2 separate regions of the Strix aluco genome follow, and region 1 is linked to region 2. Evidence: chromatin contacts called from public Hi-C data. All regions are on one chromosome and are shown on one strand. Each heading gives the region's core, a stretch centred on a gene start, on an enhancer-like site or on the middle of the called end of the contact. The rest is flanking DNA. Distances are from core to core; before and after follow the strand shown.

Region 1 (5,571 bases), core at 1,835-4,334, 340 kb before region 2:
CATCCCGACCAGGCCCAGCAAGTCCCTCTCACCTTGCAAGGCACGGTGTGGGGCTTGCCGATCTTGTTCCCCCAATAGCCTCGTCGTACCGGCACGATGGATAATTTAGCCAGAATAATCGCTCCACGAATAGCAGTGGCAACTTCTTTTGAGCATTTAACACCAAGACCAACGTGGCCGTTGTAGTCCCCAATAGCAACAAAAGCCTGAGATTGAAAGAAAAGTTTTCAGTGGCGGCTGCACTGCACAGGAACGCTCTCCAGCAGGGTCTCTCACCAGGGATACCCACAGTCTGGCAAAATCCTTTAACAGCAGTGAACAGTCACAAGTACAAATCAAAACAACACCTGCTGAAACTCACACAGCTCATGGTTCAAGAAGCCTGTTTTCCCCCTTAGAGCTGGTAAAAACCAGCTAAGGTTGAAGAACTGGGATCTGATTCCCTGCTACAGCCTCATACTGCTCAGAAGTCTTGATAATTTCCAAACAGAATTCCCTCTTTATGCCTAAGACTTCTCCCTCCACCACAGCCCCTGAAAAGTCAACATCACTACACAAAGGCAACTGGATTTTGTGCTAGGGCTGTTTCAAATAACTTTGAAACCTCAGTAATATAACAAATGCTTTGTAAGGTACACAAGCTGATCTCCACACCAAAATATTCACTAGCTACTACAGGACAAAAAGGCATTTCAATTAATTCATTAATCTGATACCAAAAAAGCAGCAACCACCACACACAGCTTTCAACATGAGAAAACTAGAGAATACCTTAAACCTGGTGCGCTGACCAGCACGAGTCTGCTTCTGGACAGGCATGATCTTCAGAACTTCATCTTTCAGAGAAGACCCCAGGAAGAAATCAATGATCTCTGACTCCTGCAAGGATCCATAATTTCATCGCAAGGCCACGCTTTTTAAACAAACACAGCACGCAAGTAAGGCTCCTACAATTCAACAATCCTATGCACGTGTACTTTAAGTAACAGGCACTTACATTGAATTTTACATGCATAAACTTATTCTAGCTTACTAAGTAGTCCAACGTCACAAGTTGAAGTTTCTTTTTTTTCCATCACTGAGCAAAACTATTACAGAAACACTTCGCCAACGTGCTGCCATCTCCTCACAAGGCAGAAGTGCAACAGACAAATCCCACCACCCTTCACTGCAAGAGACCGCACCGGTCCTCAGCTTCTGTCGTTTTTAACCCGAGTACTTAACCTGAGCGTCAGCAATTCCTGTGAACTCTGCGGTTCAGATAAAGATTCTGCTGCACATCACTTCAATGTTCACTGAAGTTTACCTTGATTGGAAGTGAGAAGAGGTAGATCTCCTCAAGAGACTTGATCTTCATGTCCTTAACCAGGCGACCAAGCTTAGTGACAGGAATCCACTACAAGAGAAATCCGTGGGAAAGGGTCACCGGCAGCACCCGCTGACAGCACCCCACGGGCACCGGCTCGCCTTCTGCTCCAGCTTTCAGGACGGCAGCTGGCACAGCCCCTCGCTCAGCCGCTCCCGCAGAGCCCAGCTCCGCCGTGGTTCCCGCCACCCGGGACGGTCCCACGCAGCCCCAGGAACCACTTACTTCCTTATCTTCGGCCTTGCCTCCACGAGCCCCACGGCCTCTCCCTCGGCCCCTCCCGCGGCCACGGCCGCGGCCCCGCAGCCCGGTCCCGAAGCCGCCGCGGAAGCCCCCTCGGGCCGCTCCTGCACCTCCCGCAGCACCGGCGTCGTCCGCCATTTGCTAAAGCAGAGAAAGACGCGTTAGCCGGGATACCGTAAGGGCAGGAAAGGGCAGCGCGGCGGCCGATACGGCCCCGATGGGCACGGATGGGCCCAGGCCTCGCCGCCATCCCTCCCTCCGTGCCGCCGCCCTTACGTGCTCTCTCAGCGGAGAAGGCCGCGGTGCCCCGCCGCTCGCTATTTATACCACGCCGAGATCTCGCGAGAGCACCACCGGCGGCGCGGGCCCCGCGCCATGAATGAGGAATACGCTGCCGGGCAGAGCCGCGCCTTCCGCTTACTTATACAGGGTGTGGGGCGGGTAGCGCCGCTGTCCGCTGTGCGCATGCGCCACACTAGCGCATGAGTGTGAGCTCAGTCTCGAGGGGTCGCGCAGGCGCGTAGCGCTCAGTCTGAGGCGAGCGCGGGGAGGTGAGTGTTGTGTCTTTCGCTTTGTGCGCTCCTTAAGTTTGTCCTTTTTTTTTTTTTTTTTTTTTAAAAAAAACCCCACAAGCATGTTGGGGTGTTTTTTCTAGTGCTGGCTGAGCCGCTGTGGGGTGGGGTGCGGAGGGGAGGGCCTCGGTGAGCGGCTTGGGAAGGCGCTTCGCGTTAGTTGCGGGCGCTAGGCGCAGTCTGAAAATCACTTGGGGTCTCTTGTGGCCCCTGGTGAGATAACTGTGCCGACAGTATAGGGAACATTAAGCTTATTGCCCACGGTACGGTGTGGGGAATGAAACCCGTGTTCCCATAGCCCCTGTCCTGAGCAGGTTCCGGGGACTAACGCCTGGTGAGGTACCGGCTCTCCCTCAGAGACATCTTTCCCTCTGCCAGCAGGTGCCGAGCGCGGCCCGGCAGTGCCCGGCCTCCCCGGGTGGACGGATCTACCGGTGCTGCTGGGCCTGGGGCTGATCTGCGCGGGCTGCAGAGCTTGGTCCTGCCTTCCCGAGCCAGAGCTGCCGGCGTACGCACAGCTGGAACGCTTTGAAGAGATTCAGTTATGTATTTTTATATGCAATAAAACACTAATTACTTGAAAGCTCGTTCGTCGAGTCTCTTATTTGCTGTTCCTGTGATCTAAAAATCCCACTTTTTCCCTGTGGATGGGGCCGGGAAGTCGCTTCCTTGAGGTGGGCTGGGAATGCCCCGCTGGAAGACGCTTTGGAGCACTGGGGAGCGGTGCTGGGGCTGCTCCGGGCCCGGCTCCCCCCCGTTCTGGCACGAGGATACCGGGTATTCGCCGCCATTGGGTGGAGCCGCCTCCTGCCCTCACTAAAGATGGCGCTGGTGGCGTCCCCTCCGCAGCGTGGCGCCGTGCGTCACTGGCGTGCGCCGGAAGTGGCGCCCTTCACCCGTAGCAACCGGGAGCGCCGGAAGCGGCCGGCACGCGGAGCGCGGCGGGGTCAGCCATGGAGGCGGCGGCCGCCGCCAGCCCCGTCCGCTTCAAGAGCAAGTGAGGAGCGGCCGGGGGGCGGTCCCGGGCGGCGGGATGGCCGGGGCTGGGCGCGTGTGGCGGGCGCTGCCCGGGGGCTTCATGGCCGGGAGCTAACAGGCTGCCGCGGTTTCTGTTTAACCGCCGATCTGCGCGTTTCTCTCCTTTTCCTTCCAGCTACGTCGTGTCGAGGAAGATCGAACCTTTCTACAAAGGAGGGCGAGTCCAGGTAATGTGCTGAGACAGCGAGGGTCACGTTTGGGAATACCTCGTCTACCGGTTCCTTAACGTTCCTGGTTTCCATTCCGTTTTCTCCAGATAAACCGAGATGGCAAGTTCATGTTTTGCCCCTGTGGGACCAAGCTGAATGTCATCGATGTAGAAACAGGAGCCCTCCACAGCCTCCAGCAGGTGAGGAGATCCATCCTCCACCGACTGGAGATGAGGATTTTCCAGGGCTCTTGGGGCGTTTTACACTAGCTGTTGACTTAAAGCTCCCAAGAGTGAGAAGTGGAGGGGAGGATGAGAATGGTTCTGGGCACGGATGTTATTTGTGTTGTCCCTGAGCGCAGCTGGAAGCTGCTGGATGCACTCGGAGTCAGCAGAAGCATGTCAAGAGGGAGCTCTGAGAGCGCTCCACGGGTGGTTCAACTGTGGATTTCTTTTCATTTTTATAGGACGATGAAGAGGATATCAGTTCATTTGTTCTCAGCCCCAATGATGAGGTACGTGTTTGCTTTGTGGTTTTCTGTGCTGCTCTGTCAGGCCTCCTGGTAAAGCCAGCAGACACTGAAGGCTGCTGGAAGCGCTCTGCATTTCCAGACATCTCTGCGGAGTCATCTCAGGCACTTCCATCTGTCTCCCCTTCTGGGCTCGAGTCAGACAGAGGAATGCTGAGAGACTGAGCTTCAAGAGTGTCATAGCAACCGGCACTTCTGTGCTTTGCCTGTGGATGCTGAAAGAAATAATTAGTAATCATCACGCTTCTTGCTTTTGCATAGATCCTCGTGACAGGGAGCCGAGCGCTGTTGCTGAAGCAGTGGAACTGGCGAGAGAACAAGTGTGTTCGCACGTGGAAAGCCGTGCATATCGCGCCAGTGGCTAGCATGGCCTTCGACTCTACTTCAACATTGTTAGCCACAGGTACGGCCCTATTTCAGTGTCACGCGAGGGGAATGGTACTGAGTGGCCCGTCTGCTTTTAAATCATTTGGCTCACCTGGATGCAGCCTGAGGTAGTGATCTCCTGAATTCAGACGTCATCAGAAGACGTTTTACTCAGATAGAAATGGCGTTTTGACAGACAACACAGGATCCTTTCGATGTTTTGTCTAAAATAAGCTTAGTAAAATGCTGATAAACATCAGGCATCTGTGAGGCAGTGCGGTGTAGTTATCCCGGTGTAGAACAGGGACTCTCGGAGATGGAGGAGGTCAGGCATGACCTATAGCTTAATTGTACTTCAGGTTTGACTGTGAGCAGTTAGGTTTTGCCCAGCTCTCTGAAAGTGTAAGGTGCTCCATGGACTTCTCTGTGCACGGGTGGTTGTTATTGGATTCGTTTTTCTTTCTGCTGACTTTGCAAGCCATGAAATTTTACACTTGCTGATACGTTGGACCTCCTGCATGTCTCCTTCGTAGTTCATTTTTATATGTCCTTCTTTTCCCAGGTGGCTGTGACAGCACCATTAAGATTTGGGATATGATCAAACAGTACTGCACGCACAATCTAAAAGGATCTTCAGGAGTTGTACAGTAAGGATGAGTCATATTTGTCAGTTGTTGGCATTAGTGTGGTGCTTGGATGCTGGGATTGATGTGAAATGTCTTGAGTTAATGCAGTATAAAAGCCCATTCTGGGCAGGTTCTGGGCTCTTCTGCTTCCTGCTTTTTCAGATGTCTAGTGAAGGAGCAGCACTATGACTGACTTTAGCCCAGAGAGGAAATAGTTTAGTCAAGAAATTTGTTGGGATCTAAATGGAATATCTGTGCTTGCTAACTCCTGTACTCCAAGAATGTGGAAAGAGTGGCAAAGATCAGTTGTAAATTTTTGTGGTGGGTGGCAGAGGAATGAAATCCTGTAAAGAAAGTCCTCTTATAAATTCCTGTCGATCTGTCGAACTCCTTGCGTAGAATGTGTATTTATTTAAATGTTGGGCTAATGCCAGCACACCAGATAGTTTATTCCTGTCCTGTTCAAATGCATCTCCTCCTGTCTAGCCTTGTTGAGTTCCACCCTGACGTCTCCCGGCTGCAACTCTTCTCCTCCTCAATTGACTACAAAATCCGCATCTGGGACCTGAATTCCAGCAAGTGTGTTGCTATGCTGGATGGCCACTTCAGTGCTGTCACCTCGCTGGCGTTTGCAGATGGAAACACACTCATTAGGTAAAACCTTACAGGGGCTTTGCCTTTC
Region 2 (5,149 bases), core at 205-2,704:
TTCTTGAACCCATCTAGACCCTTCCATTAGCAGCTCTGGGTGCTCCAGTGCCCCCAGAAAAAAATTAAAAGGGAGCTGGGCTAAGCCAAGCCGCAGCACGTTTTAAGATGCTCTGGTTCCCTTAAAGTGAATAGTAATAGTATAAATGGTCTGCTGGGTGCCCAAATGCAAAGTTTGAAGTTGGTCTGTGGCTTTACCCGTGGGATTGGTGAAAAACAGAAGCAAAAAGTCTTTTGAAAACTTTTATTAGATCTGTAAGGCATAAAATTGACCTAATACAGAAGCCAAATGGAGATCCACTGTGTTTACCTTAAGCTACCCCATGTGGTAGAGTAAAAGTCGATGACTTTTGATTTCTTCACCTTTGGGCAGTTCTGCTGCTTGTGTTTTAAAAACTTACTCCCAGGTTGTACAACGTCAGAAACAGCAGCTCCCCCGTTTGATACAGCAACCCTAAGAGCGCCTTTTTTTAGTCATACTCGGAGCTGCACCGCTTGCTCGGCTCCGGAGCCTGCAGCCTACGCTACCCCTTGAACAGCAGCTGTTTCAGCCACAGTTTCAGCCACCCGCGACCCACTCGTGCTTCCCCTGCGGCTGCAGATCCCAGCAGTACCTTACAGGAACACAGGGTACGCTAGAAACAAGCGATGCCGCATTTTACCTCCCCGAAGCCCCCGGAGTTGCCCGCCCCGCCTGCAGGCAGAGCTGGCGGGCGGCTCCGGGCATGGGGGGTGCCGGTCCCCGGGCCGCCCCAAGCAGGCCCTGGGAAAGCCTCCCACACCGCCGTTCATCTCCCCCCCCGCCTCACCACCCCCTCAAGGCCGCCACCATCTTGTTCTCGCCGGTGCGATCCGGTTCCCGCCGAGCCCTGAGGAGAGAAGGCAGCGCGGTGAGAGCGGGCCGCACCGCCGCGCCCGGCCCCGCCGCGGCTCCCTCGGGCCTCAGCCGGGGATCGTCAGCAGGGGCCGCGGCCACCCACCGCCCTCAGACGAGGTGTCAGAAAGGTAGATAAGATCATCACCGGCCCGCCCCCCGTTACCGGCCCCGCCGCCACCCGCTCCCCCTCACCTCTGGGCGGGAAAGGACAGGCGCCTCCCCCGCTGCAGCCTTTATAACTTCCCCCAGGTCGCTATTGGTCAGGCTGCGTGAGGAGATGGCCAGTCGCGAGCCGTTGGCGTGATCGCTCTCCCGCCTCCCCTTGCGCTCATTGGTCACCTCCCTTCCTCGCTCCAATGGCGCGGCGCGGCGCAGCGTGGCCCGAGGCGGTGGTCTGCCGCCGTCTGATTGGTTCCTGGAGGAGGCCGCGCCGAGCCAGTAGCAACAGTGGTTGTAACATAGAGTGACTGGGAAAGAGCCAATCAGCGCTCAGCCGCGGGGGATGCTGGGAGTTGTAGTCCTAACGTCACGGAGACCCGGGCGAGGAGCGGGCGGAAGGCGACACGCCGGACTACAAGTCCCGGGGAACGCCGGGTGCGGGGCTTCTGGCCCGGGCGGCAGCGGGGCCGCTAGACCAGGGGGGAGCAGGCCCGGGGTCGCGATGTGCCGGGGCCGGGCACCGGCGCTCCGGCCGCCGCCGCTGCTGCCAGGTACGAGCGGGGCTGGGCCGGGTTGAGGGGAGCCCCGCGGATGAGGGGAGCCGGCCGGGCCCGGCGCTGAGGGGGCTCTGTGAGGGGAAGGGCCGCGCTGGGCGGGAGGGTGAGGGCTGGGGGCGCCGGACAGCCCGCGGAGGGGCTGCGCGGTGGCCCGGGTGAGGGGGTCCCGTTCTAGGGAGGTGGCTGCGGCAGCTGCAGGGCTGCTCGGAGCAGCTCCGGGGGCTGCCGCCCGCCTGGCAGCGCTGCGGTGGCTTCTGCCGCCTCGTTCCCCTCCCTTGGGCGGTTTGTGTGGTGGTTTTTAAACTCTGTGCAGGGCCCGGCGTGATTTTTCAGGTGTGCAGAGGAGCTCGCGTATCCCCGCCGGTGTTGTGCGGTCTTCGGTGAATCCTGTCCCAGTCCTGCTTTCTTTGCCCCAGCTGCTTTCCTTTTGCTGTTTCTAGCGGGGCGTGCTTAATTTTGTCTTTTTCTGCTCCATTACTTGTCTGACTTAGGGCACGTGTTGCTCATGGTTCTCTCTTGATCTCCCAGTAACCTCATTTCCCTGTGCTTTGGTTTCACAACTTACGCAATTTAGGATATTTGGTGGTAGATCTCCGTAACTGCCCCAAGACAATTGCACATCTCAGCAGGCAATGCGTGACCGTCTTCTCATTTCAAACATGCTGTTTAGTTCTGCCTTATTCTACTGCCAGCTCGCAGCTGCTGTTCTCTGACAGACTTGCTGTCAAACACTTTTCTCCTGTTTGATCCGCGACTGTGACCCGATGATCCTGTTGTGTTGCGTGAAAGCCAGAAGCGAGGGCGTTCTTTCAGTTCAGCTTGCTTTTGAGCTCTGTTGGTATGAAAGACAACGGCTCAGATGGGCTCTGCTGGGGGCCGATGAGTGTGAGAAGAAAGCTGGTACATAAGTTAGCTGGGTTTGATATGTACATAGCAAGTCAGGTCCAGGCTATTGTACCCCCCGGGGGTAGCTGTATTGTGGAGAACTCTGGTCTAACACTTATTTTTCAACTTTGACAATGTTGCCAAATGCCTTATTTCAATCTCAGCACTTTAATTTTGTGCATTTTCACCCCAGCGATGTATTCTTTTCAGTTTGTCCGAAGCACTTAGTGCTCCTCTTCAGCAGCTGTTGCATTTTGGCTTCGAGTGTTTGTCAGTGACTCTTGCTTATGGCCACAACGACGTTGTTGGGTTTTCAGGGAGCGAGCTGCGTGAGTGAAGGACGATTCCAGAAAGCCCTTGCTGAGGGAAAATGGCATGAGAAAGTCAACCACTTCCATGACAGCCTTTACGTGGCTCCCTGGGAGCTGTGCGAGGAGGGGAGGTGGTTCACAGAAAGATAACCCAGTGCACCACCAAAAACTGGGGCTTCATGGTGTGAAGTGCTGTACAGACATTTACTGGCCATGAGACCTGGCTGTCACCGTCGACAAGGGGCAAGGGAACAGCCGGTGCTGTCCTCATTGCACGCCTGGGGCATGGGAGGTGAAAGAGTTTCTGGATTTCCTAAGCATCATGTGGGACACTGTAGGAGCAGGGAACTGTCTGTGGTCTGCCAGGTCCCCCTCCAAGTCGTGGGGTCCCCCACCCTGGGCACTGAGGAGGGACAGGGTAAATCCAGCCAGAAAGCTCCAGCTTTGTGGTTCAGTTTTCTGCAGTGTGCAGCAGCAGGTCACTTGCAGGTGAAACTGCCCTGCAGAAAGGGACGTTTCACCATGAAGGAGGTTAAATTTTACCAAGCAGCAGTGAGAAGCCTAAGCTGAATCAGAGTGACCAGAACATTCAGTCAGGGAATGCAGGTACCTTCACTGATAACACCCAAACATGAATTTTCATGATGTTGCTTGAACCCAAGGGAAAACAAACAAACAAACAAATCCATAGTTTTCAGGCAGTTTCATTCCCTGCCCTGAGGGATTGCATGGTGATACCAGCCACTTGGCAGCATGAGAGTGGTGGGGCTGGGCCCACAATTGCCCGTTCCTGTGGCAGCACAGCCTTAGGTGACCTTAAGCCACTCGTGAAGCACCACAGGTAAGTTTATGGCCTGTGGTTGAAACCCTCCTGCAGTCAACCATTCCCTTCTTGGGGCTCCACAAACACAACCCAGTGCTGGAGCTGCAGGGAGGCCTGCAGGCTCTAGGAAGTTGCCGAGCACCGTGTGACGGTGCTGGTGCTCGCTCTACCCTGTTGAGAGCTGTACGTCAGCCAGAGTTGGTCCTGAGCAGTGCTGAGTGTTTTGCAGCTTCACCTGGCGTTCAGCAGTTAGTCACCTCACGGGCTGAGCATTTGCCTGTCCCACGGGACCTCCCAAGCCCCCGCTAGCCATGACTGTTGTGCTTTTGGAAGCATGATCATACCTGCTTCTCAGGTTGTCTCAGCCAAGCCCAGCTGTGCCAGGAGAAAGGCATTTGAGAGAAAATCCATTCTGGTTTCACTAAATACTCAGATTACATGAACAAGTTCAGTCTGTCAGAATTTTTCCGCTCGCCTTCCCTTCCCTGGCTGTACTCCTGGGCATGAGGAGGCACGCACTGGCACGTTCCCTTGCCCCTGGGTTGGGGGATGTGGCGGCTGCCTGGGACAAGGGTGGAGGTTGGTGGTTGCTCGCAGGGGTACGTGTTGCCCTTCCTTCAAGCTCAGCATCTCCCCCAGGAGTCCAGGGCAGTGGAACCCCAACGTACCCCCTTACAGACTGCTCCCTCTCTGCCCTTAGCGCAGCCTGAGTTCAGAGCTTCAGCAGAGTTACCTTGCTGTTTTTAATGAGGTGTGAAAACTGCAGGTGTATCGAGGCCAGGTGAGAGCTCTCCCTGCAGTACCTGCTCCTGGGAGAGCCTCAGCTGTGGGAGCACCTTGTTCTCCTGCGTGGGGTGGGTGTCCCAGCAGTAGAAGTCCCCCCACCGTCAGGGCGTGTCTTTCAGGTGAGCCCTGCTCACCAGCTCTGCCTTTTCTGTGGCAATTCTTACTTAACTGGATTTCCCTGGATCGTCTCTACAAGCAAAGACCGTGTTGCTGTTTGTTAGGCTGCTTGATCTTCAGTATTATGAATAGTTTGGAACTATCTAGAGAGGGTGAGAAACTCAAACTCTCTTTAAAGTGAGCGATGGACTGTCCTGTCCCTGGAGATTTCTCCAATCAGAGGAATAAATCGGTGTGTGCTAAGAGGGTGGTTGTTTTTTCTGCACTAGACTAAACCTCTTCACTCTCAGAGCAGCCAGGGCAAAGCTGCAAGGCAGCACAGCAGAGATTGGCTGAGCTGTGGGATTTTCCAGCTGAATTTACATATCGCCCACTGCTCTGCATGCCTTTCTGTTTACATCACTTAAGAGCGATACACACATACACGCACACAGATAGCAGAAGAGACATTTTGACCGAGGAAAAGCCTGCCCAAAGCTTAGGAACTTGGTCATGGTGGCGTCTTGTTGGGTTTCGCCGCTCCATGCCAGCTTGCACGGCCGGTGGTGAGTTTTCTCCAGGGTAAAGTGGTTTGCCCTGAGTGCTGGGTGTCAGGGCTGTGTCGCAGTGTTCCCCGGGAGGCTGCTGTGCTGTAG

The links. Hi-C and Micro-C count contacts between places; a contact is called where the count stands out from the background.
Region 1: a Hi-C map of brain shows a contact between it and region 2, with 5 times the contacts expected there. The contact joins the promoter of TBL3 here to the promoter of TRAF7 in region 2. A contact is called at or near these places in 2 of 2 Hi-C or Micro-C datasets (brain and heart).

What each region holds. Positions count from the first base shown.
Region 1 is chr15:6,248,833-6,254,403 of bStrAlu1.hap1, reverse strand. TBL3 (transducin beta like 3) reads left to right here and starts at 3,084. Exons shown (of 22, transcript XM_074840968.1): 1 at 3,084-3,178; 2 at 3,335-3,386; 3 at 3,476-3,568; 4 at 3,835-3,882; 5 at 4,159-4,300; 6 at 4,826-4,910; 7 at 5,376-5,543. The coding sequence starts at 3,135. LOC141930162 (a long non-coding RNA gene) reads left to right here and starts at 1,779. Exons shown (of 2, transcript XR_012625218.1): 1 at 1,779-2,160; 2 at 2,560-2,764. It overlaps LOC141930559 (small nucleolar RNA ACA64), which reads left to right and starts at 2,357; the gene lies at 2,357-2,481. It overlaps RPS2 (ribosomal protein S2), which reads right to left and starts at 1,778. Exons shown (of 7, transcript XM_074840593.1): 1 at 1,592-1,778; 2 at 1,307-1,396; 3 at 772-879; 4 at 33-206. The coding sequence starts at 1,747.
Region 2 is chr15:5,911,279-5,916,427 of bStrAlu1.hap1, reverse strand. It overlaps TRAF7 (TNF receptor associated factor 7), which reads left to right and starts at 1,454. Exons shown (of 20, transcript XM_074841466.1): 1 at 1,454-1,586. It overlaps LOC141930298 (a long non-coding RNA gene), which reads right to left and starts at 1,294. Exons shown (of 2, transcript XR_012625254.1): 1 at 1,069-1,294; 2 at 232-868. It overlaps LOC141930558 (small nucleolar RNA SNORD60), which reads right to left and starts at 1,026; the gene lies at 937-1,026.